Linked DNA regions of Mus musculus: all the other regions are linked to region 2. A link is a contact called in public HiChIP or PLAC-seq and Micro-C data. All regions are on one chromosome and are shown on one strand. Each heading gives the region's core, a stretch centred on a gene start, on an enhancer-like site or on the middle of the called end of the contact. The rest is flanking DNA. Distances are from core to core; before and after follow the strand shown.

Region 1 (2,833 bases), core at 189-2,688, 600 kb after region 2:
GAGGATGGATACATAAATACATGGATGGATAGATAGGTGGTAGATAGATAGATAGATAGATAGATAGATAGATAGATAGATAGATGGTGTATACATAGATAGATTATGGATAGAGAGAGAGATAGAAAGAAAGAGATAGAGAGATATAGAGAGAGATAGGTAGATAGATGACAGATAGATAGATAGATAGATAGATAGATAGATAATAGATGGATAGAGGATGGATACATAGATACATAAATACATAGATGGATAGATAGATGATAGATTATGGGTAGATTATTTATAGATAGATAGATAGATAGATAGATAGATAGATAGATAATAGATGGATAGAGGATGGATACATAGATACATAAATACATAGATGGATAGATAGATGATAGATTATGGGTAGATTATTTATAGATAGATAGATAGATAGATAGATAGATAGATAGATAGATAGATAGATAGATAGATTATGGATAGATAGAGGATGGATACATAGATACATAAATACATAGATGGATAGATGATAGATTATGGATAGATAGATAGATAGATAGATAGATAGATAGATAGATAGAGGATGGATACATAAATACATAGATGGATAGATAAATGATAGATTATGGATAGATAGATAGATAGATAGATAGATAGATAGATAGATAGATAGATAGATAGAGGCAGAGCAAGCACAGTCCCTAGCAGAAGGAAATCAATCTAGTTGAGGTGTAAGATGAACAGACAAATACAATGTGATGAGTTCATGTCTGACCCTGAGTCAGGCACGGGGCACTGAGGAATCCCCAGCTATTTGGGGACAATGCCACCACCTTCTGAGAAAGCCTGCTCTGATCTGAGCTTACCTCCTGCAGCAGCCTGGCCACTCAGTGAGAAGGGCAAGGATTCCCAGGAGGGAGCCTGTCTTAAGCCCACTCAGGGTCACACTTGTGGCCCTCAGTGGCCTGTCACTCTCACATGGCAGTGGTCCATCCCTCTCACGTGGCACTCTAGGTTCTACAGAAGCTTCTGTCGTGCCCTCTCCTCACTTCAAACAAATTAACTTACAGAAAAGTAAACGTATTTGTCTGCAAAGAAAATCCAGATGCTGCTCCCAACGGTCAAAGTTCCAAGGTCAGATCAAATAAGCAAGTCTGAACTTCAGAGAGACACAGCTCAGTGCAAGGACGGCTCATCCACTATCGCCAAGGCCCTGAGGAGCTCTCTGTACCCCTGACCCTTCCTAGCCTCCTATAGATATCCATGACAGAAATACATTTCCCTGAGGCCAGCCTTCAATGGATCTATTTCCTGTTGATAGTAGAACAATAAACCCTTCAAACACTAGGTGTCAGGGACACTCTTGTTTCTGATCTGTAGACCCAGGCTCTGCCTGGGTAACTAGCATTCCTAGTAGTGTTCAGGTGACACGGATATGGTTAGCACTGATGTCACTGTAGGACACAGGTCCCTTTTACACATTCTAGCTCTTGTCATAGACAATTAACAATGCAGAGAGGAAGTGACTCACTAGACAATTCACTGGAGTGGAAGTTTCGGTCAATAACTGGCCAGGTCAACCCTGACTCTATACCAGGAACGCGCAGTAAGCATCTACCTCTCTGAGACAGAACATGGGATGATTGGACACCACCCAGAAAGTCCAGCTAAAATTGATCAAAGACACTACTTGGGCCAACGGCATGTTCATTTTCCTATGAGTAGCAAAGTGTGGGGAAGGCATCTGTTGGCCTCTTCTTTGCAGACCTTGACTGCCTTGAACAACAGGATTATCATTCCTCAGCTGGCCAGACTACCTTTCTGCCAGCCCGCGCCATCTTGAACACTCTCCACATTAAGTCGAGAACACATGAGCCTAGCCTACTGTGTGATTCTCGAAGGCACAGCCTCAGCAGGGACTATTTGAAATAGTTTATTCCTGGCCTTTGATATCATGACCACCTATGAACTCTAGCCTACCCTGAGCAGAGAGGGGAACGCCTCCTCCGACAGTCTAGCTGATGAACTGCTATGACAGGGCTAAGAAAGAAGGCTGGGATGGATCTAAAACGCAAACCTCAGTGACTGTCACTGATGTTCAGAAGCCAGGCTGTGATCAACTCAAACAAACATCTGTGATAGGTAAAAACCAGCTGTGACTGGTCCAGAGTGGCTGTAATCAGTTCAAAACTCTTTCCTGGGCTATATAAGCAGATTGCTAATGCCCGGTTGGTTATTTCGCTAGGAGACACTCACTGCTGCTGCCTGCCTTGGTGTTAAAGCTTTAGCCTAATGAATCTCTAGGATGCTTTTCTCTTGCTTACTTCCAGTAGCGTGGGCTGAGCTGGTAACAAGAAGAAAGATGGCTGAGTATGGTGGCAACATCAGAAGAGAAGTGACCCAGAAAGCCAGGGAGCTGGCATGGCAGCCGTGAAAGCAACATGGCAGCCAGCTGCATCTCAGCTGAAGACACAGCAGGTTCCCAGCTCCCAAGGGGCCTGCCTGATCAGGTGCCCCAGTCAGTCCTGGTAGAGTTTGTTACTCCCAAGTTACTCCAGTCTAACTGGGTTATGGAAGGAGCCAAGTGGTCGGCCAAACAGCCCAGGAGCAATCACGGCAGGAAGTAGACATCAGAAATAGACATGAAGTCACAATGTGCCCTAGCTGCAAACACAGCAAGGCCAGCTTAGCTGACCGACGGCTAAAGAAGAGGCAGTTGAGCCATTGAAGTAAGGCAGGGTAGGATAAAGGTTGGCAGAACTGGACTGCTGACAAGAGAGCCGAGAGTAAAGAGGAATAGAAAGCCAGAAAAGAGAAACTGCATGGCATGATCTCCGGATTCCCA
Region 2 (2,953 bases), core at 175-2,674:
GCCTGCGAGCATGAAAAGGTATGTTTGCATAACCAATATGTTCGAGGTAGCTGTATACAACTCAAATGTCCTTCAGTAGAAAGAAGGCAGCCTGCACTGCACATAAATGCTGGGGGTAAAAGGAGCCAGTCTCAAGCTGTAACGTGCTATGAGAACAGTGACAGTCGTGAACTGCAGGTACAGGAGAGATGTGGCCATGAAGGACAATACCAAAGAGGTGCTGCCACCATGCTGGACCCCAGGTGTGGCCATGATACATCTTATTGAAATCTGTAGGACTGTACCTCACAGGGAAGGGAAATCAGGCATTCTCACAGACCTGGACACTCAGAGTCAGCTTCTCGGTCAGACTGATGATACCCTGTCACTAACACAGCATGCGTGAGCAGGAGCCGAGAGGGACGTGTGAGGCCCGTGGGTCTGATGATGACTTGGGAAGAGGTCTTGACACGGGGCAGGGAGGTGAGACAGACAGTAGATGGGGCCTGTGTGATTGAAAGGCAGGGATTTGGATGAGAAAGAAGCCTGGTCCCTGGGGCCTGTGAGCAGGTAGATGCCAGCTGGACCAAGTAGGAATGTGTCTTCTGTTGTGACTTTGCAACTGTGTTGCTTCACTTTGAGCAAACTGTTACTTCCAATCGGATAATGGCATTCGCTAGACTATAGGCAGACTGGAATAGGATCTGTGTGCAATTCCTCTTACATGGATAGCATTCTGATGCATCCCTCACGAAGCAGTAAGTGAATGACAGCTGGCACCAGAGCACTTTAATCCTCACGGGCCTTTACAGTGCTGCGTTCTGTTAATGAATGTGTGTTCATTAGTGCAGCTGCCTTCCAGCCATTGGGAAGCAGGGTGTGTGCTCTACCAACATGAGTAGAGTCTGTCACCAGGCTATTTGTGTGGCTCTCCTCAGGAGAAAGTCCCTAAAAGTGAGTCATGGCGATGGGTCACGTCCTATTTCATTGGTCTTTGAAACCAAAGCCTATGGCATGTCCTCTTGATGGTATCTACAGGAAATACCAGGGATGCCAGGGCAGATCTGGGAGAAGAGCACGCATCTGCCACGCTAAGCCACCAGGCAGCCACTCAATGGGTGTGTTTGCAGCACCATGGAGACCACGCTGGTCATTTCCCAGGGAACACAGTCCAAATCCAGAGCCCTGATCTGGATGGAAATACCGAGAATGCTAGGAAAGCAGATTGCTACATTAAGCCGGGCCTCAGTTTCCCCATCTGTGAGACAGAAGCCAGCACCACAACCTGGTGTGAATTTATGACAATCAAGGCCCTTGCTTAGAAGTTACTTCTGTGCCTGTCAGGGTGAAAACGAAAGTTGAAGTCAGCATTTCACTAGGGGGTTCAGCCTCTGAGATCTCTCAGCACAGCATGTTCCTGTGTGGAAGGGACTTTCCTAAAGTGAGGGCTGGGTATTTTAAGCAAAGGCACCCAGCTGTGAGACTACCAGGCTTGTTTCTCCAGTTGCTTCTCACTGGACCTGATTTCACTTGCATTTATTTCTGGAGAGCAGCTTCTAGTCTCTTCCCCTTCCCCTTCCCTTGCCCCTGCTGTTTCACAGCTGCCCTTTCAGCTTCTCCCTCCAATTCCCTGGGTCACAAGTGTTCTGCATCAAGGCGTGCCTGACTAATTAGCATCCATGTGTGATGTTGGGAGAAAGAACCCCAGAGAAAAAGCTGTAGGCCTATTTCTGCCAAATTGGAGTTGACCTAGCTTGGACAACTCTCCAGCATGCTCAGTCTTGACTCTTGATCCAGGTGCCATGGGGTCTTGGAAGAAGCCCCAGGAAGTATAGAGCCCTGTATACTTCCTATTCTAGAAGACAGGAGGGCTTCCTTTGTTTAGCAAGCTTCTTCTAAACTCTCCACCATCTTCAGACTCGAGGTCATGTGTGTCTCCTACCACCATAAGACTTTGCACCAGGGATACAGTGAGCATTTATCTAGTTAGTCATTAGTTATTGAGTGCCTACTGTGTGCAAGGGACTGAACTAAGAGCCAACCAGAGAGACTTATGGGGCAAACAGAATTTTATCCTGCAGGGAACTAAAGTAGGACAAGAAAGGAAACCTGGGCAGCAAAGAAAAGATCTTGACAGCAGCAAAGCAAAGGGCCAGTGAGGAGGCTCTAGGGTTCGAACAGTGGAGCATCTGAGTCCATTCTAAAAAGGACCGGAAACAGGCTCTCAGGGGAACATTTCTACATCAGTGTTTCGCATAGCTAAAAACACCACAGACTCGACTCAAGTACAAACTGATAGATGGGCAGATAAAGAAAGCCAAGCGTTATTCAGCTTCTGAGAGCAAGGGAAATTTGTAATACGCTGTGCGTGCCTCCTGGGGGCCTAGGAGGAGAACAGAAAGGGTGGTTCCTGTTTAGTGGTGTCGGGGTTTGGATTTATGAGAGACAAAGGTTGTAAAGGTGCAGGATAGTGACACATGAGACCTTCTAAGTGTGTGACGTCACTCAACGGTGTTCTTACAAATAGAGGTGGCTGTGTGTCTTTTAGAAGTTAAAAAAGTAGAAAAGGAAAAACATGCATAGTAGAGGAACTCAAAACCCAAACCCTACCTTGTCCCCGTGGGCTCCGTTCATCCCGAGCGAAATGAAGAGAGATTACACTTTGTGGCTTTGTTGCAGGTAATGACAACATATGCAACCCACTTGACACAAGGCAGGAAACAGTGAACAGAAATTGTTATGATCAACTTTGGCTGGCCCATAGTGAATGTCTGAGGAACTTTGATGGTTAGTTCTAACTGTCAACTTGACACAACCTGGGACCATCCAGGAAGAGAGTCTTGGTGAAGGATTAGCTAGAGCAAGGTCGTTTGCAAGTAAATCTATGGGAGAGTGTCTTGACTGTTAGTTGATGTGAGAAGACTCAGTCCACTCTGGGTGGCACCATTCCTTAGGCAAGAGATCGTTTTGTTTG
Region 3 (3,150 bases), core at 131-2,630, 690 kb after region 2:
TGCCTGCAGTAGGAGCCCATTCTGTTCAGTCCGGCTCTGGAAGTTACCACCCGCTCTGTTCATATCTCACCCGTGAAGACACTTCTAGAGAGCTGCCAAGGCAGAACACAAGTCAGCCTATCCCAGGCTCCTCCCCCGCGCTCACTATAACCAAGGCACAGGCTGTCTGAGGACTTTGACTCTTCACTGGATCCCAAGCAAAGCTACTGCCTGTCAGTAGATAGAGACCCAGGCTCCAAGCCCTGAGAGTCAGGATTCCTTTGACCCTGACATAGGGAGTTGGTCTTTGCAAAATAAATCTCCCAAAACTCAGATTCCTCATGCAAACTCTCGAGTGTGTTACAGAGATGGCAAGGGGAAATTCAAAGAGCAACCACGGTTGCTGTAGTACCAAGTGTTAGGTCAGACCAAGCATAGAAATCACCTAAGGGCTTTACTTACCCAGTGATGAGGGTAAGGGAGGAGGGGCGTTGCTGGAGTGTGGAATCTTGCCTAGCGATCTGCAAAGGGATTTAATTTCTCAGAGACTGAAAAGAGCTAATGGCCAAGCAGGTAGTATCCTAAGGACCCTGTGTCAAGAACAGGGCAAAGACGGGGTGAAACTGGAGGAAAGGGACCATACAGTGACGAGACAAGGTATTGAGAGGGCAGTGTCCCCTGTCCCAGTCAGAATGGCCAGAGGCTCCAGGAGGACCCATGAGGAGGGAGCATTCATATTCTGACTGTCTTCTGCCCACTTCAGAGCAGCTGGCCTTGCTCATGCTTCCCTGAAATGACTGTAGCTCCTTGGAACCAGTCAGGTTCCCTGGCACCTGGCCCTGGAGAGAGCCACACCTTTTCAAGCACTTTGAACTCCCCAGAGCCTGCACCATCACTCTCTCCTTTATCTCCCCAGAGCCAGCATCCTGGTTACAGAGATTTTCATTAATCATCCAAAAGTCATCCCTGACCTGCAGGGACATCATGGCCACCTCTAAGAACCCTCTGTCCAGCCACAGTCATTACTAGAAACGCACAAAATCGCCACATACATTTTCATTTGCTCAAGGCAGTTGTTCTTTACGAGCATTGGTGAAAACAAAGGTCCCATTATGTCCGAGTTAATCCTCTGCGCACATTGACACAAAGAACCACAGATGCTCCTCAGAGGCATCTACAAGAGACCCGCTGTAGCCTGTAGCATAGAGGGCTGACCAAATTAACATTTCAGTGAGGCATCCACAGTTAGAATTTCCATCACAGCTAGTCCTACCATGTACCCTAAAGCATCACATCTGGATGAATCCCAAAGTGAGTCACAATCTGCCTAGGCGTTGCTCATTCAGCAACCAAAATAGACTACCATTAGGTAACCCCAACCAGTGTGTTCCAGCCTCCATTTATGACTGAAGGAATATGACCTGAGGGATGGCTCATATCGTGGCAATCAGCTCTGACTCACCTCCCCTTGCAGTCAATCTGCTCACTCTCTCAGGAGTACTTTTTGACCAGAAATTTCTCCACTGCCTTCCCACACGCAGGGGTAGCCAGCTTGGTCATACATGGGAACCATTGTGGCTACAAAGCCCTGTAACAGAGAGAGGCAGATGTGGATTTATTCTGCTGATATGGCTTCTTCTAAGATGTTAAAGAAGAGTAGAACCTCACACTTTTCTTCTCTTCATAGGGAGGGGTAGGGATGGGTCGCTGTGAGCCTTTTGACAGAGAAAGCAAGTGAAACATTGAGAGCAGAAAAGACTGCAGATAAGGAGGGCATGGTCACCTCGGCCTCTCCTCAGGAGAAAGATGCTCCCAGCAGATAAGGAGGGCATGGTCACCTCAGCCTCTCCTCAGGGGAAAGATGCTCCCAGTCATGAGGGCAATGAGGGGCTTCTCAGAGAGGCTTCCTTTTGGCTTAAAGGGAGTTCAGAAGAGAGAGCTGAAGCAGTATCCTCCCTCACACCTTCTAATCCCTCTACATTCTAAATTCATCTCCACAAAATAAATTTGATCCAATAACAGCAATGTCTGCTTCTCTTACTATAGCTTAAGGAGGTGCCGAGGTTACCGTTTTAATGTACCAGTGGAGTCAAGATGCTAATGTCAGTCAAGAGTGACTTGCAACTATTAGGAAAGAAAAGTCTGTGAAGGAAAAAACATTATTTCTCAGCTCCAAATGATTCCAATTGGCTAGATGGCTTATATCCACAAATCTGAACAAGGCTGTCATTCAGTTAGTCTCGGTGACCTGTAAGCCCAGTGGGCCAAAGAGCAACAGAGGAGAAATATGATGCCTCAGAGCCAATGGTTGAGGCTGAGAGCTGCCTGCATATGGACCAGGCAGGATCTGAGGGCCAGTTGAAAAGCCAGTGATATTACATGGGAGAAACTTGGGTAGAGAAGCTGCAGCTTTGCAAAGCCAGAGAGATGGTTTTGAGCAGTGGTTCTTAACCATCCAAATGCTGCCACCCTTTAATACAGTTTCTCATATTGTGGTGACCCCCCAACCATAAAATTGTTTTGTTGCTACTTCATAACTATAATTTTGCTACTGTTGTAAATCATAATGTAAATATCTGATATGCAGGATATCTGATATGCAACCCCCAAAGAGGGGTCATGACCCATAGGTTAAGAACTACTGGTTTTGAGTTATACTTCAATCATTTAAAACCCTTCATAGGCTGCCTGTGCAGTGAAAGTAATATGAACTCCAAAATCTAGCAAAGAAAGACTACATGGGGCTGGAGAGATGGCCCAGCGGTTAGAAGCACTCGCTGCTCTCATGGAGAAGCAGTGTTCAGACCTCAGCATCAACTTTGCATTGTTCACAATCACTTGTAACTACAACTTCTGGAATCCTACATCCTATTCTGGCTTCCTCAGGCAACCCTTCACTTGTATGCTCACACACATACACACACACTCACACACACACACACCTACCTTTTTTAAAGAAGGGGGTGGTTCTCAGAATTTGCAGAGGTTTAGAATGCATTGGCTATCTCTGCAATGTTAAGGGTTAAGGTGGATTTTCCATGCCTGTAGGGGTTTGAGTATGCTTAGCCCAGGCAGTGGCACTATTAGAAGTGACCTTGTTGGAGTAGGTGTTATCACTGTGGGCTTGGGCTTTAAAACTCTCATCCTAGTTGAGAAGGCATGCCTTCTCCT
Region 4 (2,955 bases), core at 172-2,671, 650 kb before region 2:
TGCAAATACAAAGTCCAGGCATATACTAAAATCAAATATGAATTACATTGGAAGTAAACTGTTGAAGCTACTATGACTGGAAAGGTCAGGTTCACAGCCCCTACCAGAGCCATTAACTGTGCACTTCATCCTCTGAGCCTCAGTTTTCCTGTCTGTAAAATGTGGATAGTAACACTCAGCTCTTGGGGTCATTCATTGAAAAGGTTTAATATGTTAAACCTTGACCCTGCCTTACAATAGCTGCTAATGGGTCACTGCGCACGCTGCTGCTGTAGTGAACAGTGCCAGTCCCGAATCCCACCGCAGTGCCAGGGTTCACTCAGAGCTTCACAGCAGCACACGGCTGCAGACTGCAGAGAGCTTGTGTCTGTAAGCTTACCATGGTCAGGGCTGAAGGAAGTCATTTTCTAATCAGAGCCAACAGAATAAAGTGTGTTTTGTAAGTGCGGAAAAGCAAACAAAACAGTGTAATTTTAGTTGCAATTGTAAAATATGCTTAATAGCCCCTGTGTGCACATACATACCTGTACATGTATACACACACACACACACACGTGTGTGTGTGTGTGTGTGTGTGTGTGTGTGTGTGTGTGTGTGTAAGGCTTTAGATTTCATCCTGCCTGAATACCCATGGTGTCCTTGACCTTGGTTTTTCCACCTGGAGACGCATGTTAATGCATCCCGTGTTTGAGGCAATGGTTAGACAAGTAACCTGGTGTGTGGAACATGTCTGCTGTGCAGTTGCCATGTTTGAAGTCTCTTTTTAGTTTTGATTGTTCCTCATACAACATGGAATCGTTTTGTGACCTCTCTTCTCACAGTTCGAAGGTGGTGAGTCACTGTCCAGTGGGAGCTTGTGCCAGCGGTCGCGGCCGAGCAGCGACCTGAACAACAGCACCCTTCAGTCGCCTGCTCACCTGAAGGTCCAGCGGAGCATCTCGGCCAACCAGAAGCAGAGGCGCTTCAGCGACCACGGTGGGGAGCAAGTCTAAGAAGGGGGCATTCTGGCCCTGCCTAGTGTGCGCTGCCCAGCATGCTCTCATGTCCTCTCTCCCGGGGCCTTCTCAGACGGGCATCGCTGGGTGACTGACCGATCATAGGGTCTCTTCTGTGGGACCTGAACCAACTTAATTTCTCCTATAATCGATTTAATCTTAGTGGCGAGTGTAAAGCACACAGTGTGGATGTTGTTAGCATAGGAGGGTTCTATTGGCAGGAAGTATATGAGTTCTTTCCCAGCTAACCTTGCTGTTTGTACACATTGCAGCCGGCCCCTCCATCCCCCCTGCCGTCTCATACACCAAGAGGCCTCAGGCCAACAGCGTGGAGAGTGAACAGAAGGAGGAGTGGGGCAAAGACACAGCCCGCAGACTTGGCAGCACCACAGTGGGATCAAAGAGCGAAGTCACAGCCAGCCCCTTGGTGGGGCCAGACAGGAAAAAGTCCACAGCGAGCCCAAGTGTGAGTCAGAGCTCTCCTGTGTCAACACTTACACTCATGTGTCAGAAGTTTTTTTTATAAAATCTTGTCTTTTGTCTTTTTAAATGGTTCAAAGTGAATCATAATTTAAAAACCATGAGAAGGGGGGCAGGCAGACATCTTGTGAATGTAATAGAAGAAACATTGCAGAGAATTCTGTGTTGTTGTCATTGTCCTTGTTTGGAAGGCAGTTTCACTGGATAGCCCAGGCTGTCCTGGAACTCACAGCAACAGCAGTCCTACCTCAGCCTCTCAGCGCTGGAGTCTAGGCGAGAGGCCTGCTCCCAGCTCCCGTTCCTCAGCAAAGCATAGCCTCTCTTCAGAGTGCTACACTATATCCCTGCTCCTTTTGTCCTGCTTTTGTGATATTTATTTGATATAAATTGGTGAATTTAATCTTACATTTACAGGTAAACTGCTGTCTAAGGGCAGACTCATTAAAAATTTGCCAGCTTTCCTCCTGTGAGGTCTCCTAAAATGCCACACTCTAGAAATTAAATCAGGCACCAGAAGAGAGGCCACAGTAGTGTCCTGTAAGATAGCAGGAAGAAGAAAGATTAAAAAGTGTGTGTGGGGGGCAGGGGGTGAGTGAGAACAGGGTGGGTGAAATCTGGAGGTGAGTGAGGACAGGGTGGGTGAAATCTGGAGGTGAGTGAGGACAGGGTGGGTGAAATCTGGAGGTGAGTGAGGACAGAAAGCAAGGTGAGGAGTGGTTAGCCTTGTCGGTAGGAGAGCTGACGGCCATGAAGGAGCAGAGTTAAGTTACTTTCCGATATTTCATCAACAGTTTGCATATTAGAAGATGCAGTCGCATTTCGAAACTGTTGGAGAAGGAGAAAAACACTTTAGGCCTAGAATTTTATATCTAAACATGCTAACTATATTCTTAGGCATAAAATGTGTCAGCTGTTTGGCTACGCATTGACTATTTAAAACACTGCACTACTTAGGGTATCCTCACAAGAAGAGAAGATAACATGTTGCTGTAAAATATAGAAGCTAAAAGTAATCCAGTAACTTAGCAAGGGCCAGGAAGATGGCTCAGTGGATAAGGATGCTTGCCGCCATGCCTGACAAACTTGAGTTTCATCTGGGACCCCAGAGTGAGAAAATTGTCCTCTGATCTCTACACATGTACACACACACACACATGCACACCCATCACCCACCAACACACCTTCCTCTCAAACGGTATGGTTTCTGGTGCCAGTATTCTGTGTGGTAATTGAGACAATACTTTTTTCAAATATATAATCAGCTTAGCACTTCCTAGTCTAAAAAGTAGATGTGCATGCCACTTTCCACGTGGGAAGTATATCAAGTCTGCAGGGATGGCTCAGTGATCAAGAGCACGCACTCTTACAGAAGACCTGGTTTGGTTCCATATGGTGGCGCACAGCCAGAACTCCAGCTCAGGGGCTCCAACAGCCACCTCTGGCCTCCATGTGATATACCTACGTGCATGCAGGCAAAGTG

Evidence for each region. Hi-C and Micro-C count contacts between places; a contact is called where the count stands out from the background. HiChIP or PLAC-seq counts read pairs in DNA pulled down with a chosen protein or histone mark.
Region 1: a contact with region 2 is called in a FOXA1 HiChIP or PLAC-seq map of pancreatic cancer cells. The contact joins two enhancer-like sites. A contact is called at or near these places in 1 of 15 datasets of contacts at CTCF or cohesin (pro-B cells) and 1 of 115 datasets of contacts at active chromatin or transcription factors (pancreatic cancer cells).
Region 3: a Micro-C map of the HL-1 cell line shows a contact between it and region 2, with 1.9 times the contacts expected there. The contact joins two enhancer-like sites. A contact is called at or near these places in 1 of 15 datasets of contacts at CTCF or cohesin (large pre-B cells) and 2 of 484 Hi-C or Micro-C datasets (B cells and the HL-1 cell line).
Region 4: a contact with region 2 is called in a FOXA1 HiChIP or PLAC-seq map of pancreatic cancer cells. The contact joins two enhancer-like sites.

Annotation. Positions count from the first base shown.
Region 1 is chr1:183,657,411-183,660,243 of GRCm38.p6, reverse strand. The region is part of intron 2 of Gm39724 (a long non-coding RNA gene); the gene reads right to left. Among named protein-coding and RNA genes, the nearest start is that of Gm39724, 27 kb to the right of the region's middle. Within about 2 kb of position 1,438, at least 8 of the 459 cell types and tissues checked have an H3K27ac peak or open chromatin away from gene starts, as enhancers often do. A contact at or near this core is called in pancreatic cancer cells, where this site is marked.
Region 2 is chr1:184,259,387-184,262,339 of GRCm38.p6, reverse strand. No RefSeq gene overlaps it. Among named protein-coding and RNA genes, the nearest start is that of Gm34177, 69 kb to the left of the region's middle. Within about 2 kb of position 1,424, at least 82 of the 459 cell types and tissues checked have an H3K27ac peak or open chromatin away from gene starts, as enhancers often do. A contact at or near this core is called in the HL-1 cell line and pancreatic cancer cells, where this site is marked.
Region 3 is chr1:183,572,056-183,575,205 of GRCm38.p6, reverse strand. No RefSeq gene overlaps it. Among named protein-coding and RNA genes, the nearest start is that of Gm33973, 20 kb to the right of the region's middle. Within about 2 kb of position 1,380, at least 73 of the 459 cell types and tissues checked have an H3K27ac peak or open chromatin away from gene starts, as enhancers often do. A contact at or near this core is called in the HL-1 cell line, where this site is marked.
Region 4 is chr1:184,910,502-184,913,456 of GRCm38.p6, reverse strand. It overlaps Mark1 (MAP/microtubule affinity regulating kinase 1), which reads left to right. Exons shown (of 18, transcript NM_145515.2): 12 at 822-975; 13 at 1,268-1,461. Among named protein-coding and RNA genes, the nearest start is that of C130074G19Rik, 29 kb to the right of the region's middle. Within about 2 kb of position 1,421, at least 37 of the 459 cell types and tissues checked have an H3K27ac peak or open chromatin away from gene starts, as enhancers often do. A contact at or near this core is called in pancreatic cancer cells, where this site is marked.